2 separate regions of the Mus musculus genome follow, and region 2 is linked to region 1. A link is a contact called in public HiChIP or PLAC-seq data. All regions are on one chromosome and are shown on one strand. Each heading gives the region's core, a stretch centred on a gene start, on an enhancer-like site or on the middle of the called end of the contact. The rest is flanking DNA. Distances are from core to core; before and after follow the strand shown. Region 1 holds the start of D930020B18Rik (RIKEN cDNA D930020B18 gene). Region 2 overlaps Srgap1 (SLIT-ROBO Rho GTPase activating protein 1).

Region 1 (7,280 bases), core at 3,466-5,965:
TTCTCCTTTCGTCTGTATCCTTTCTTCCTCTTATCTCATGTTAGCCGGTTAAAGGGTAGAGAAGGGTGGAAAAAAGAACCCCCAAAGTAGCAAAGACCAGCTACAAGACCCTTTCTTTTGAAAAAAAAAATTTTTTTTCTTTTGGAGAAAATTCTATGCATTATATATTAGCAAGTCACACTGGTAACAAGTAAGGTGACTCCGTGATGACCAATTTTTCATACAACTGATGCTAGGAACTGGGAGCTAGGAAATGGCACAGAGGTTAAGAGTGCACAGGGGTCCAAGCTAAGTTCCCAGCACCCACGCTGGGCAGCTCAGAACCACCTCTAACTCCAGCTCCAGCAGGATCCAATGCCTCTGGCCACCGCAGGCACCTGCACTCACGTGCACACATACACGGAATTAAAAATAAGATAAATCTTTTTTAAAGATTTTATTTATTTATTTATTTATTTATTCTTTTTCTGGTTTTTTCGAGACAGGGTTTCTCTGTATAGCCCTGGCTGTCCTGTAACTCACTCTGTAGACCAGGCTGGCCTCAAACTCAGAAATCTGCCTGCCTCTGCCTCCCGAGTACTGGGATTAACGGTGTGTGCCACCATCGCCCAACATTTATTTTTTATATATATGACGAGTATACTGTAACTGTCTCCAGAGATACCAGAAGAAAGCATCAGATCCCATTACAAATGGTTGTGAGCCACCATGTGGTTGCTGGGAATTGAACTCAGGACCTCTGGAAGAACAGTCAATGCTCTTAACCACTGAGCCATCTCTCCAGCCCAAAAATGAGATAACTCTTAAGGGGGAAACTTACAGAGTCGAGTGTAAGCCCCTGGACTATCATAATCCTAGAACAGTTTTATAAAATCCCAGAGAAGGAGACTGGGGCATTCGTGCTTGGCATGATATTTCTCATGCGGAATAATCTCAACAGCTCCCCCACTGGAAACGCTGTGTGCCCGTTGTAACACACTGCCACAGCCCCCCTGGCATTTAGCAACAAGGATTTACTTTCCTTAGGCTGTGGAGGTGAGAAGTCCAGTCGGAAGGCCTGGCCTTGGGGGATCAGTGGGAGGGAGCTCAGTGGACCAGCCCTTGCCTGAGATATACAAGGCCTGCATCTCAGTTCCCAGCAATGCAAAACAAAAACAGACACAGGAGAGGGTGTTGCTGAGCTCAGCCAGAACAGCTCCTGGAGGCTCCCTAGGAAAGTCTGTCTCCTTGACAGCTCCAGCACCTGGATGCTGCCTTCCTTTCTCTTGCTCCAGACTCCTGCTTCCTTTGACACTAACAATGGCTGGCTCCGTCTTTCTCATGCTGCCTCTTCGTATTTTACTTGCCCTGGGCCTACCAGGATACTTCTAATTAATTCAATTTTACTTATTTACTTTTTAAAGAAGTGATTTGGTTTAATTATGTGTATATGTAGGAGGAAGGGTATGTGAATGTGAATGTAGGTACCAAGGAAGACAGGCTTCATGTCCCCTGGTGCTGGAGTTACAGGAGGCTGTGAACCACGGGATGTGGGTGTTGGGACCTGAACTTGGGTCCCTCTGTAAGCACTCTGAACTGATGAGCCACCTCTACAGCCCCTGTTTATTAACGTTTTCAGTGGGGTCTATGTAGCCCAGGCTGGCCCTAAACTCATGTCCTCTGCCTCTACCTCTTGAGAGCTGGGATGAAGACATGGGCCACCAGGCCCAGTTCAGATGCCTCCTTTACTTAAGTCCATTAAGTGGCATTCGTAATTTCCCTTGTGATATAACATAGTCACAAGTTCCAGGGGTTTGGAGCCTTCCAAAGCTAACCTACATTTTGCAAGATGGACCATAAACCTAGTAACAATATTTAAATCTTATATTTGTGCAGAACATTTATAGATGTTACATATTCTTCTCGTGTTGTTTGTTTGTTTGTTTGGGGGGAGTTGTTTCGTTTTGTTTGCAAACAGGAGGTTGAATTTAGTCATCATGCATTAATATTCTTCTGCATATTCAACAGATAGGTGTTGGTGGTGCACACCTTTAGTCCCAGCACTCAGGAGGCAGAGGCAGGCGGATCTCTGAGTTAGAGGCCAGCCTGGTCTACAGCGTGAGTTCCAGGACAGCCAGGGCTATACAGAGAAACTTATCTCAAAAACAAAAACAGCTGAATGGAAAAGTATTGGCTCAGGACCCCCAAGACCAAGTTCTCGGCACAAAAGAGATTTGTCCCAGAGGGACAGAGGGTGGGGATAAGGAACAGAGATAGGTGATGGAGGAAGAGGGGAAAGACCAAAGGGGGGGGGCAGGCAAGGGAAAGGGGAAGGGGTATTTGTCCCAGAGTGGGGCAAAGGACTGCCTCTGGATGGAGGGGAGAGAGGTGTGGCCCAAGGGCAAACGGTGGTTTATAAGATAAAATAGGGAACCCCATGTTAGGATAAGGTATTTCATTTTAATTGAGCATGTTAATTAGGTGAGCCAAAGGGGGCTTTTGATTGCTGGACTTCAATACTTTAATTTAGCTGGACCTTGGTAGTCAGCCTCAGGAGGAGGAATTGGCCAAATAGGGAAGTGACGTTGGGAGTTTAGGAATGTAATCTAATGTTTTGTTGTTGTTGTGGTGGTGGTGGTGGTTGTTTTCGTTTTTGTTTTTTGTTTTGTTTTTTGCCAGGCAGAGGGAATGGGGGAGAAGGGCAAAGCCTGCCAGAGCCATGCTTGCCACACACAGGCTGGCCAGAGTCTCTTCAACAACAAAAAACTCTCCTGAATTCCTGAAAGGCAAATCCGTCCATAAAGCATGAGAAGTTATAGAGCTTCTTTTCACAGAGTTGATTCTGGGTTTCTGGACCCTAAGGAATATTACTGTGCTGCTCGCTTTCTCTCTCTCTCTCTCTCTCTCTCTCTCTCTCTCTCTCTGACACCTTAAAGTAGTATATACAGCTACCAACAGACTGTGTCTGTTGGGGAAGAATAGCAATATCAAAAAATCATCACAGTTTTGTCGAAACAACAAATATTTTCACTAAAGACGCTAAAAATGCTGGGTGCAAAAAAGCTTTCTAGCACATTTGCTCAGACTGCAAGGCCGTACGCTGGTAGAGCACTTATCTAGCACAAGGTTCTGGGATACACATGCACACACTGCAGTTTATTTATATGGCAATTTATTTCTAATTAGTTCAAAAGAGTGGAAATAATGTCAAGGATTTACTTCTTTTACTCAAAGAAAAAAGAAAGGAGAGGAAAGGGAAGGAAAAGAGAGCAGGCCAGCTGGCTCAGCAGCTCAGAGAGCTGCTTGCTTAATGCCAAGCCTCAACACCTGTGTTCAAGTTCCAAGACCCACAAACTGAGAGAACTGACTTACACAAACTCCTCAGACCTCCACATTCTCACCATGACACACACACGCACACACACACTCACAAATATACACGTGCACACAAAATAAAAAGTGTAATAAAAGTTTCAAAGAAACAAAGGTAGCCACAGCCGACATCTGAGTAGAATTTAAAAAGAAAATTATTTAATTGTATTATTTTCTTATAAATGTGTTAAAGCCAAGTTACTGTTCTGTGGGCAAAACAGCTTCATCAACAGCCTTGCCAACTACTCCCATGGGGACACAGACTTAGGCAAGCGAGAGTAAAGGCTAGACACAAGTCCCAGAGGAACTAGGAACACCTGGAAAGCAGCTCAGACAAAGAGACCTGGAGGCAATCAATAAAAGGAGAAACAGGAGAGGAGGCTGTGCCTCCAATCAGCTGCTGCGTCTTAAAGTCAATCTATTCCCAGAGGAGAGGGAAACAGTGGCTACTCTAAAACCCAGGGCAAGACTGTATCTCTTGAGACTCAGTCCTGAGGACACTCCTTCCAGGAAGCTTCCCCACTCCGTTTGAATTAAGTGGCCAGCCTGAAAGACGCACGGATCCTGTGCACATCACGCAAATTATTCGCTCACGCACTTTTTCTGGACCAGTCACGTGTGGACTACACATGAGCGGCAAGAAAGTAAACAAAGCGTGGCGGCGCTGGCTTGCACAGGTGTGGTCTCCCGTTCCTGCAGAAGAGGTGCAGCACGGTACCCGCACGGAGTAGGTGCTTAATGAACAAGAGGCTTGTCACTATAGCGAGACTGGTTGTCAAACCTGTTGCCCAATTTGGGAGCAGAGGGTTTTCAGGAGGAGAACGGGAGAACTTGTTTATTTGAAATTCTACATCAAACCCCAGCTTTTCCACGCAGCTGCTTTCACTGACAAGAGATGAAGTCCGGGGCGGGATGGGGAAGGTGTTCCTCCTTTCTCCAGCGCCAGAGGGGGATGCGAGAGTTTAGGAAGGAGCCTGCCCGCCCGCAATCCTCACCAGGTCAATGGCCACGACGTCCCGCAAAGCCACTACCCGCCGGATGGACTTGGGCGGGTTCTCGGTCAGGTAGATGAGCCGGTCGCTGAGCACCACGTACTTGAACGTGTGCTTCTCGGCGTCCGACACCACGATGCACGGCTCGTAGGCGCGGACCGCGTCGTACACCTCCGGAGGCAGGTGCCGCCGCAAGAACGCGTCCAGACGGCTGTTCGTGCGCCCGGGGAAGCCGGATCGCGCGGGGCTTGCCATGCGACACCCGCGACCAGGCAGAGTATCCTGGGTGGCTGCGACTCCACGACACCCAGTGGAACCCGCGCGCGCCACAAAGCCGCGCGCCTGCCGCCTCTGCCACCAGCGCGTCCCGGTGCCCGGAGCCGGACCTTGCTTCAGGAACCAGCTCCGGAGTCGTGTTCCCCGAGCCCCCTGCCCCGCCCGGTCCCGCCCCTAAACTTCGTCCTCACCTACACAGCGATGGGCGGAGCAAGACTAAAGTGTTGATTGACAAGGAGAAGTACTCAAGGGTCTGGGAAGAAATACGGCCCCTTTTCAGCTACTGAGCCACATGGTCACATTAAAAACTCCACTGATAACGGAGGCCGGTTTGAATCTGATTTCCTGTTAAAGAGAAACTTGAAACCGATGGGATTTTGCGGAGTTGAGAATCCTATAATTACCATAACACTGCCTGCTGTGACTTTCAAGCTTTGTCTTAGAGGCAGGAGTCTCCAAAGACCCTTACAAACTGTTTTGGTAACTCAAGCCATACAAGCCGTGCGTCTGTGTCCCCGATGCCTAGAACGATGCGGAAAATGAATGCCAGGTGGAAGGGCCCTCTGGAAGCCGATGGGTTGAAGGATGTGATTATGTAACCTTAGAGATGCAGAGCAATAAAGGGGTTGCTTCACGTTTGCGAGCTGGCCAGGAATAACGCTGTATGTTAGGTTGGCGTGCTAGGAAGCACAATAGAAACTTGCCCTAGGTGTGCGCTTCCATTTTTATTTCAAACCCCGGAAAACCCATCTTTCTCCCCCTTCCCACTCATAGAAAGACCCGAGGATGGAGCTGGCCCACATTTGTAGGTCCAGGATTCCAGAGACAGGCCTGAGGACAAGCCATAAACTGGAGGTCTACCTTTGTTAATCTAGTGAGTTCTGGGATGCACGGCAAAACCCTGTCTCAAAAGTAAATTCATGGAGATGATACAATGAAACTATATTATTCCTCTATTTGCTAACAGACCTCAATAAAGTCTGATGTTCCTTACGGTGATTTATAGTCTCCCTTTTCATACTTTACTATTATGAGCTGAATATTGTAAACAATTCCAAATTCATCATGGGAGAAGAGCATAGATGTGTCTCAGTATACAACCAGATATGGTGAACAACTCACCACAGCAGGGAAAGAGTAAGTCATTGTTTCTTTTCTTAGCATGTAATTGCTCGGAGTGGGGAGGAAGTGCCACCTGCTGGCAGAATCTCAAATTCTGTGTGGCCTAGCACTCAGTGTCCCCAGAATCTGCTCTGTCTGACTCCTCAGCCGATAGATAAAAATTGACTCTCACCATGGTTACAAGCTTTGCTGGTAAAGGACCTTTGCCACTTTAAGCCAATAGAAAGGCAAGGACCCTCAACTCTGCCTGATAGTTACCCTCACAGCAGCTCAGTGACAAATAACAGTAACTGTGACATCAGAGGTAGAAAGTGACTTCAGACCACTCACTGTTCTGTCTCTGGGTTTCTGGTTTTATACCCACTTCCTGGGACCAAGACAAACAGAACGCCCGGAGCATTCCAGAAATGGTGTTGCACTTGCTGTGGGTGCTTAAACACCCATTGAAAAACAATTAGCTTTTGGTGACCAAGACACCAACTTTAATAAACCTTAGGATGAAGCACAAGACAGAGGTACTAATGACCTCATCTAGGCTTGGCGACTCACAGAGAAGACAGTGTCATGGTTTCCAGGTTCTCCATGTTCCACTCTGTTGCCAGGGAAACAGCAAAGGTCAGATGGCAAGGATGAGATTAACCAACTGCAAAGGAAAAAATTGCTGAATTTGGAGCCAGGGGCTGGGGAGGGGGGTGTATTGGATTAGTACTAATACCACTGTTCACTATCTGTGAGAGTTTTAGGGAAAAAAAAAATATATATATATCACTTAGCCTTCCTGAGCCTAAGGCTCATCATATATAGAATGCAACTTCTAACACGTGCCTGGCCTACCAAAGAGAGCAGAAGTGAGGGCTAGAGAGTACCCAGCCTGCCAAAGAGCAGGAGTGAGGGCCAGAAAGTAGTAATGACACTGAAGTGTTTTTGTTCCCCAGTTTTTTCAAATCCCTCCAGAGTAGCTAACCCATATACACCCGAGATTAGTATTCGCTCCTTGTCATCTGAGCCTGTCCAAACTCTAGAAACTTTTAGCACAATAGATTCTGAGTGATCAAGCATTCGATAACCATTTCCACCAAGAGAATGGAGGGTTCCTTGCGGGGCGCTAAGCTCAAAAGGCACGACATCGACGTCCATCAGAACGGAGCGGTATGTCTTGAGTCCAGGGTTAGTGTAGACTGAATTAATTTGAATTAACTTGAAAGAATAGGATTTATGAGCATAATGTTAAAGCAGGCAAACCGGGTTCACACTGTAGTCCTCCAACCCGGTTGTAAATGACCTTGAACATCTCAGGGTCAAGGCCTAGGTGAAATTTGATGCTAGGTAACTGTCACCTGGCTAGCCTGCCATTTTAAGAAAACTTTCTCATGCCCAGGTTGATTCCATATTCTGTTATGTTCTGTGCCCTTGGGAACCAATCACGATAGAAGCCAGTAGAACTGCTTTTGTATCCACAGTAAGACTGGACCACAATCAACCACTCAACAGTACTTCCTGCACCTGCGTATAAGCTTTTATATGGTATTTGCTTTTACA
Region 2 (7,280 bases), core at 3,435-5,934, 320 kb before region 1:
CTACTTGTTTAAAAGGCCTTTCTCTATTTATTGAAGCTGTATTAAGAATAAATGGACTGTGCCTGGGACCGTTTCTCGACTCTTTTGCATTGCATGGATCTGTATATCTCTCTTCAGAGGACACCATACTTCATTGATTAGTTATGGCTTTATAATAATAAGTCGTGTGATAGGTAACATAAAATCCTTCAACTTTGTTTTTCAATATTTTTGGCTAGTTGAACTCCTTTAGCTTGTTGGTCTGGCATCTAGCTGACTGCTGACTAGAGGTGATGAGCAGTTGTAATCCCAAGGATAACGTTCTGTCGTTAGACTTAGCTGTCCATAATTCCCTTGCTGCCCATTGTGAGGTCACACAACTTTCCTTCCATTCTTGAGTACTCTGATTTTGTACTGAGTTTTGTCAAAAGTTTTTTTTTTTTTTTTGCACTTATTGAAATGATCTCATGGTTTTGTAGTTTATTCTGCAGACATGATTTCAGCAATATAAACAATATTTTCAACTGAAAAATACCACCTAGTCTCTCTTGTCCTAAGTTATCTAGTTCTTACAGGTCTTTATACTACAAAGTCAGCAACGGAGGAGACCCGGTCCCGTTTTCTCCTTTAGATCCCAGGGTCAGCACCCTCTCTGCCTTTCATCTTCTCAGGCCTAGTCTCCTTCCCTTCCTGTTGTGATCTGGGGAAAACTTCCCGGAAGACCATCTTTGACCTTGGTGTTTTTCTTCTTCCAGAGTCCATCCCTGACCCTTTCCTTCTTCCAAATAAGGCTCTTCTGCTCCATGTACAGATAATCAGTGTCTCCTGCAGACAAGCATCTGACACCCGGCCATCTTGTTAGATATGGATGGACAGTGGTATCCCATTGATAAGGTGGCACCTGGGCCTAATCTGAGTACATCCCCCTCCCCCTTCCCCATATCTGTGTTTTCCCACTTTGGGACTTGTATGTTTCATTTTTCAGTCCTCCTCTTATATTTCATATTGCCACAAGACTGTAAGTGGAGTCTGAGCGTGGGGGGGGGGGGAGGCAGGGGGCGGGTCACGATGATGGATGGAACCAGCATGCCCTCCCATAAATGGAAGGCGGTTCTCATGTATGGGTTGAATGAGTAGATAAACATAACCTATCCAGTTTCCCTAAATACATATTTCTTATCAGAGAATAGCAAAGGCCTTTGATTTGAGCAGAGGGTAATTTCTCACTTCTGCTTTTCCATATGTCCCTTACGTCTCAGGTTGGTGCTAGATATGGGCTTTTCATTTTTGAGCAGTTAGTTTCTAGGAAACCTTATACCAGATATCTTGATTTTAAAGAACAGTGCATATTCTAGAAATGGAATAGGTCAACATAAGGAATCATATGGCTTCGAGATACTTTTTCGATTTCTGAGTAGTCATAGTTACTGACAATTTTTTCTCTTGGCCATTACCAAGGCGAAATCCAAATAGTCTTTGGGCGTGGGGGCTAAGGGGGAATAAAGGCGGCTGCATTGGCACAGACGCTCCCTTCAGTCCGATACCAGTGGAACCTAATAGCCCTTGTTTTGAATTTCATAATTCTAGACGAGTTAAACTTGAACATGTATCCCCAAACAATGGTGCCTCTGTTTCCCACCCAAAGGCAGGGATTGTGTTGTGCCTAACTGGTTATCAGGCCGCAGGCTGCCGGTCTAAAGAGTGAACTTTGGCAGGGGGGACTTGGCTCTCAACCCTGTTTTGCAGCTGGCTAGAATGTGAATAGACTCGCTGAAAGAGAGACATATCTTCTCCAAGGAAGAGCGAAATAAAACCCCTCAACCTCATAAGCCTTGCTCCTTTCTGCCTGCCCCATTTACCCTTCTGGAAAACACCAAGTGTCAGAGACGCCATTAAATACTCGTATATGAAGAACGAAACCAGATTGATCTGCCCTCTGCCCCCAGTAACCCTAATCCTCTGAGATCTGTTCTTTGTCACCTCACTATATCTTAATACTGATTTTCCCCCCTAACTTCTCCCACTTTAAGGGATTGGGAGACTAGCGCAAGTCTTTTGCATTTTGTGTAAGTCAGCTCTCTATCTTTGGCTATTATTTGGATTCAGACATGCATAGTCCACCGTACACAGGTGGCCCCATGTCACCAGCACAAGGCCTGCTTCTGACTCTCTCCCAGGGGCTTCTGGGTAGACCCTTATCAAGTCTCTACAAAGGTTGCTTCCTTCTGTGTCTGCCCCTGACCTCCCTTCATCCCAGAGCATACCAACTTAACCAAAGTGAGTTTCCCTGCAATAAAAGCTCTCCGAGCCTTCGGACTATGCAGAACTGCTGGCATTCCACTAGGTAGCAGGGACATCCGAGGTATGAAGGAAGCCTTGACTGAGGCTGATAATTGCAAACAACGATCCATTCCAGAATGTTCCTTATGTAATGCCACTCCTTCCCCCTTCAAAGGAACAGCCTGCCTTCTCCACCCTCCCTCCATCTCTTCCTTCTGCAGCAGGTGTCTCACGTCCTGCTTGCTTCTCTACCCTGCCTGTGCTGCCTTTGCACTCAGCTTATAACATGGTAGTGAGTAGATCATCTTGTTTGTTGATTTGCTTAGATGAGCACCCAAAGACTGGAAGGGCCCAACCAAATTCTTACTCTATTTGGCTTTTGATTGGATTAGCACACAGTAGGTGTCTTTATTCATGTGTGCAGGTAGGACTAGTGGCCTCTATGACTAGATGGTCTAGTGACTTCATTCCCTTGGTTATTGAATTCAGAATGTGTTCCAGAAACCGTAGATCCAGAAAAACTAATGGTTATCGAAAGTTGGACAGCGTTCTTGCCGCTAATTTGCAACCACAAAGAATAAGAATTGTGGGGCCTGGAGAGATGACTCAGTGGTTAAGAGCAGTGGCTGCTCTCCTAGAGGACCTGGGTTTGATTCCCAGCACCCACATAGCAGGTCATAACTGTTTAACTCCTGTTCCAGGGGATCTGACACCCTGACACAGGCATACATGCAGGCAAAACTCCAATGTATATAAAATAAGAATAAATTATTTTTGTAAGGAAGAATAGCAGTTGTATATCTTACCAAAAAATAGCAACAACAACAACAAAAAAAAAATCTTAAAATTAAGCAGCAAAGAACTTTCTAAAGCGGATGTAGTTTTCCCACTTGAATCCCAGCATTTAGGAAGTAGACATGAAGAAGACGCAGGAGTTCTAGGCCAGCCTGGGCTACTTAGCAAAAATGCTGCCTCAAAAACCCAAAACCTTTACCTTTATTTTTTTCTAAGCAAGCTTCCTCTACTCTGGCTCTTGACTCTAGTTTCCTGTCTTTACTTCTTTCTAATCTAACTTCTAGAATATTTACATTGGTGGGACTAAGATAAACTCTAACATTACAGGCACTTTAGTTTCTCTGCATGCTACTAATTTTATGATATAAAGTCTCTTATTACCTGGAAAGAGACGGGCAAGACAGAGCCTGCTTCTCTGACTTAGTAACTGGGCTGCTTGTGTAACCACAGATTCCAGACAATGTTTCTCTCTTGGAAAGACACTTACTTGGTAGCTCTCCCACCTGTCCCTCCCTCCCCTCCCCTTCCCTTCCCTCCCTCCCTCCCTCCCTCACTTTCCTCAGTTATGTTTGATTTACCTGATTTTTTTTACACGTGAGGAATTGGGCTGGAGCAACATCTAACCTGTGACTCACGAAGAAAGTGACCTCATTAGCATCCGTGATTTATTGTCCTAGGGCAGGACAGTTTCAGGCCCTGTGGTTTCCTGACTCTGACTTCTCAGCCCCCTTCTGCTTCCTATGGCCCTGGTGAACCAAACTCAGATAAGGGTCTCTTTGCTATGCTTGCACACTGGCTTCCTAATGAGAATACAAAGAATCATTTGACGCTCCAAATGGAAGTTCAGTGGGCCACAAGCAGATAATTTGCATTGTGTGACCTTGAGGGTGGAAAATATATAGATTCAAGCTTCCAAAGAACTTTTGCTCAAGTATTGAGTCAAGCTAAATGAGGTGCTTAATGAAGTAAAGTTGCTAACATTAAAAAATTATAATCTCATTCCATCTTTAAAGCAACTTTGAAGGGAATTGTTATAACTATGTTGCAGATAAAAAAAACTAATCAAAGCAAAACAAAAACCCAGCTAACCAAACAAAAAACAACCAACCAAACACAAACAAGATATCCAGAAGGTCAGTAATTTCATCTGAAGTCATAAGATCACTAAGTGGCAAAGGTGGGGTACGGATCTCTGTGCTGCCCGAGCCTATATTCCTTCAAGTACATGAGATTGCCTAACAGTGTTGACAGTCTGTGGTCAGAAAGCAGAGAGAAGGATGCCACAGTCCATTAGTAATGTCTGCCACAGGGGTCAGGAGTCAGAAGGGAACCTCTCGGACAGACGTTGCCTATCGCCTCCTGATCCTTGAGAGGTTTTTTTTGTTTGTTTATCTGTCTGTCTGTCTGTCTGTTTGTGTTTTAAATCCACATAGAGACTAGAAGAAAAGCAAAAGGCCCACCCTTGATCAGTGAGGTTTAGCTCTGTTGTCTTTTGTGCCGGTTCTTGTTTAGTTCCTCCAAGAATGGAAAGTTCGTGATTCTATCATCTGAGAACACATAGCCTTAAGTAAAAGGGAACCCAGGGTTTCATTGCCAAGTCACTTCTGTCTGGCAGTAGCCATAAAATTGCTCACAACTGATTTTTCCGTTAGCCTTTCCAGCAGTAATTAATGTTGTCATGGACGCACTGAGGATGCTATCATTGGCTTGCTGCTAAGCCCTAAGGCATAGCAGAACAGCCTTGAAACTCTACGAATGTATGAAAGCAGTATATGTGTAATTATATACATTTAAATGTAACATGAGCCGTGGTGCTGAGTCTGAACCCAGGGGTCGTTCTGCTTAGCCATTTCTCCATCTCTGAGTTATATCCGTGTTTTCATGTCACTATCAACTCTGTTTTGCTCTGTAAGATATCGTAGGAATGCTTTCTCCTATGTTGCAGACATATCCTTTCAAGGCACACCTTTTTCATCTATCAGTGTGAATGTTTCTTACAGAATTTTGTAGAAAACAGTTTCCCATTTCATTCAACGTGGATTGAGAGGGGTTTTTTTGGTTGTTGGTTTTTTTGTTTTTGTTTTTGTTTTTGTTTTTTAGGTAATTACTATTCAGGAGGGAGGAGAAGATACAATTTTATTCATCTCTAATAAAATACATTTCAGAGTCAGTTTCTTTGACACTTTGCCCAGTTTTGATGGGATTCCCCATGGCTGTCTTGTTACATTTTTTTTTTTTTAAAGTAACCTTCAGGGTTAAAGGAGGTGAGTGGACCTGACAGGACTCAGAATCCTGCCAGTCCAGTTGGAGCTCAGCTGTGCTGCTTCCTAGTGTGGGACTTGAATAGGTTGCTTCTTCTCATGAAATCTTAAACGTGTGTGGGAACTGCCTTCAATATCCTTTTAAGAGTGAGTCAGGTAATACATTTGCCCAGGAGCTATCAACCAGGTTTCAATCCCTAGGATGATAAAAACAAAAAGACCAAATAAATAAGCAAAGAAAAAGTGGATTGGGTTCACCAAGTGTCAACAAATACTAATACCTTTTCTTTCTCTCTTTCAGTTTAATTTTTTTTAACATTAAAAAAATGATTTTGTGGGGCTGGAGAAATGTTTAAGAGCTGTTCTCCCAGAGGACCTGGGTTCAATTCCCAGCACCTACATGGCGGCTCACAACTGTCTGTAACTCCAGTTCCAGGGGATCTGATGCCCCCTTACACACAGCCATCAGGATTTATTTCTCATATGATTATGAGAAAAAAATAAATCATTAAAAGATGATTTTGTGTTGGAGAGAGGGGTCAAAGGTTAAGAACCCGTGTTGCTTCTGCACCAGGCCTAAGTTCAGTTCCCAGCATCCATGTCATATGACTGGCAACCAGCCACCTGGAACTCCCATGCCAGGGGATCTGATGCCCTCTTCTGTGCTCTGAGAGTGCTTGCACGAGTGCGCAACACACACACACATTTAATTAATTAATTAATTAATTAATTGAACTATATTTTTCCTTTTTCCTTCATTTAAAAGAAGTTTTAACTGGGAAGATACAATTGCTCATACTGGGGTTAGGGAGAAAGCTCAGTGGTTCAAATATTTACCACTGAAGTGTCCTGAGTGGAGTTCAAATCCCCAGGCTCCATATAAATGCCAGGTAAGCTTGGTGCCCTGCCTATAATTCCAGTCCAGGAAATTAGAGATGATTTCAGAGCAAGATGGCTGGTGAGAACTGTGGTATCAATGAGCTCTGGGTTTGATTGAGAGACCTTGCCTCAGTTACTAAGATGGAGGAGGCATCAAGGATAGTTTCCAACACGTGCCATCCTGTGTATGTGCACCCTGTCTCCTGTGTGCCCATACCCGAAAAGTGAAAAAGAAAAAAAAAATTGATTAGACTCTATACCACAATCTATCAAGTTAATTAACACGTCTCACCTCATTTTGTTTTTCATCCTTCCTGCCTTCTTTCTTTCCTGCCCCCACCTCCCTTATTTTGAAACAAGGTCTTGTTCTATATCTTAGTCTGACCTTGAACTCCTGATCCCCCTGCCTCAGCTTTGGAGCAGTGAGATTACATATGCGCGCTTCTAGGCCTGGCTCTATGGCTCCTCTTAAATACTAATGAGACCCAAATTCTCAGACCCATTACAAACCGTATTGAATAAATTAAAGTGAAACTTTAGGGAAACACACCAAGACTAAAATGAGGTCTGGTGAGAAGGTGGGTAGGTGGTGCTGAGCGCCAGATTTCCCTTCAGCTGCTATACCAAGGAGTGTGAAATTATTTATTTTCTGTGGTTTTCCTTTTGAAGATTTAAAAAAAAAAAAGCCTAAGCATGGGCTACATTTGAATTAAAATAGTGGATTTGATTTGGGGATAAGGAAAAAACATTCTTAGGCTGATAGCAGATTCATTTGTTGAATGACTATGACGCCTGCGCTTATTCAAACGTAGTTAAAGCTACACAGTGCTGACTATAATTCACTCCCCTAAGAGAACTGTGTGTTCTCTCTGAGGATGGCAGAGCTTCTGGTTCTCTTCTCAGAGGCCCCGTCCAACAGTGTCTGTGTGCTTCGGGATTTGTTATGAATGAGCTGTGGGTTGGACAACCCCGGCCAGTCATTGATGTCTATTTGGCCCATTTGTATAATACAGAGCGATGACTCCCCTCAGGCAGCTTTGGCTGCAGGAAAGGGAAGCCACCAAAGACGGTTTGATAGTCGCACAG

Evidence for each region. HiChIP or PLAC-seq counts read pairs in DNA pulled down with a chosen protein or histone mark.
Region 2: an HNF4G HiChIP or PLAC-seq map of pancreatic cancer cells shows a contact between it and region 1. The contact joins the enhancer-like site here to the promoter of D930020B18Rik in region 1. A contact is called at or near these places in 2 of 39 promoter capture datasets (the 3T3-L1 cell line and the HPC-7 cell line), 3 of 115 datasets of contacts at active chromatin or transcription factors (bone marrow-derived macrophages, extraembryonic endoderm stem cells and pancreatic cancer cells) and 2 of 9 other capture datasets (embryonic stem cells and liver).

The regions. Positions count from the first base shown.
Region 1 is chr10:121,639,136-121,646,415 of GRCm38.p6, reverse strand. It overlaps D930020B18Rik (RIKEN cDNA D930020B18 gene), which reads right to left and starts at 4,715. Exons shown (of 13, transcript NM_177335.4): 1 at 4,347-4,715. The coding sequence starts at 4,598.
Region 2 is chr10:121,958,730-121,966,009 of GRCm38.p6, reverse strand. All of the region lies in intron 1 of Srgap1 (SLIT-ROBO Rho GTPase activating protein 1), which reads left to right. Among named protein-coding and RNA genes, the nearest start is that of Gm51787, 16 kb to the left of the region's middle. Within about 2 kb of position 4,684, at least 58 of the 459 cell types and tissues checked have an H3K27ac peak or open chromatin away from gene starts, as enhancers often do. A contact at or near this core is called in extraembryonic endoderm stem cells and pancreatic cancer cells, where this site is marked.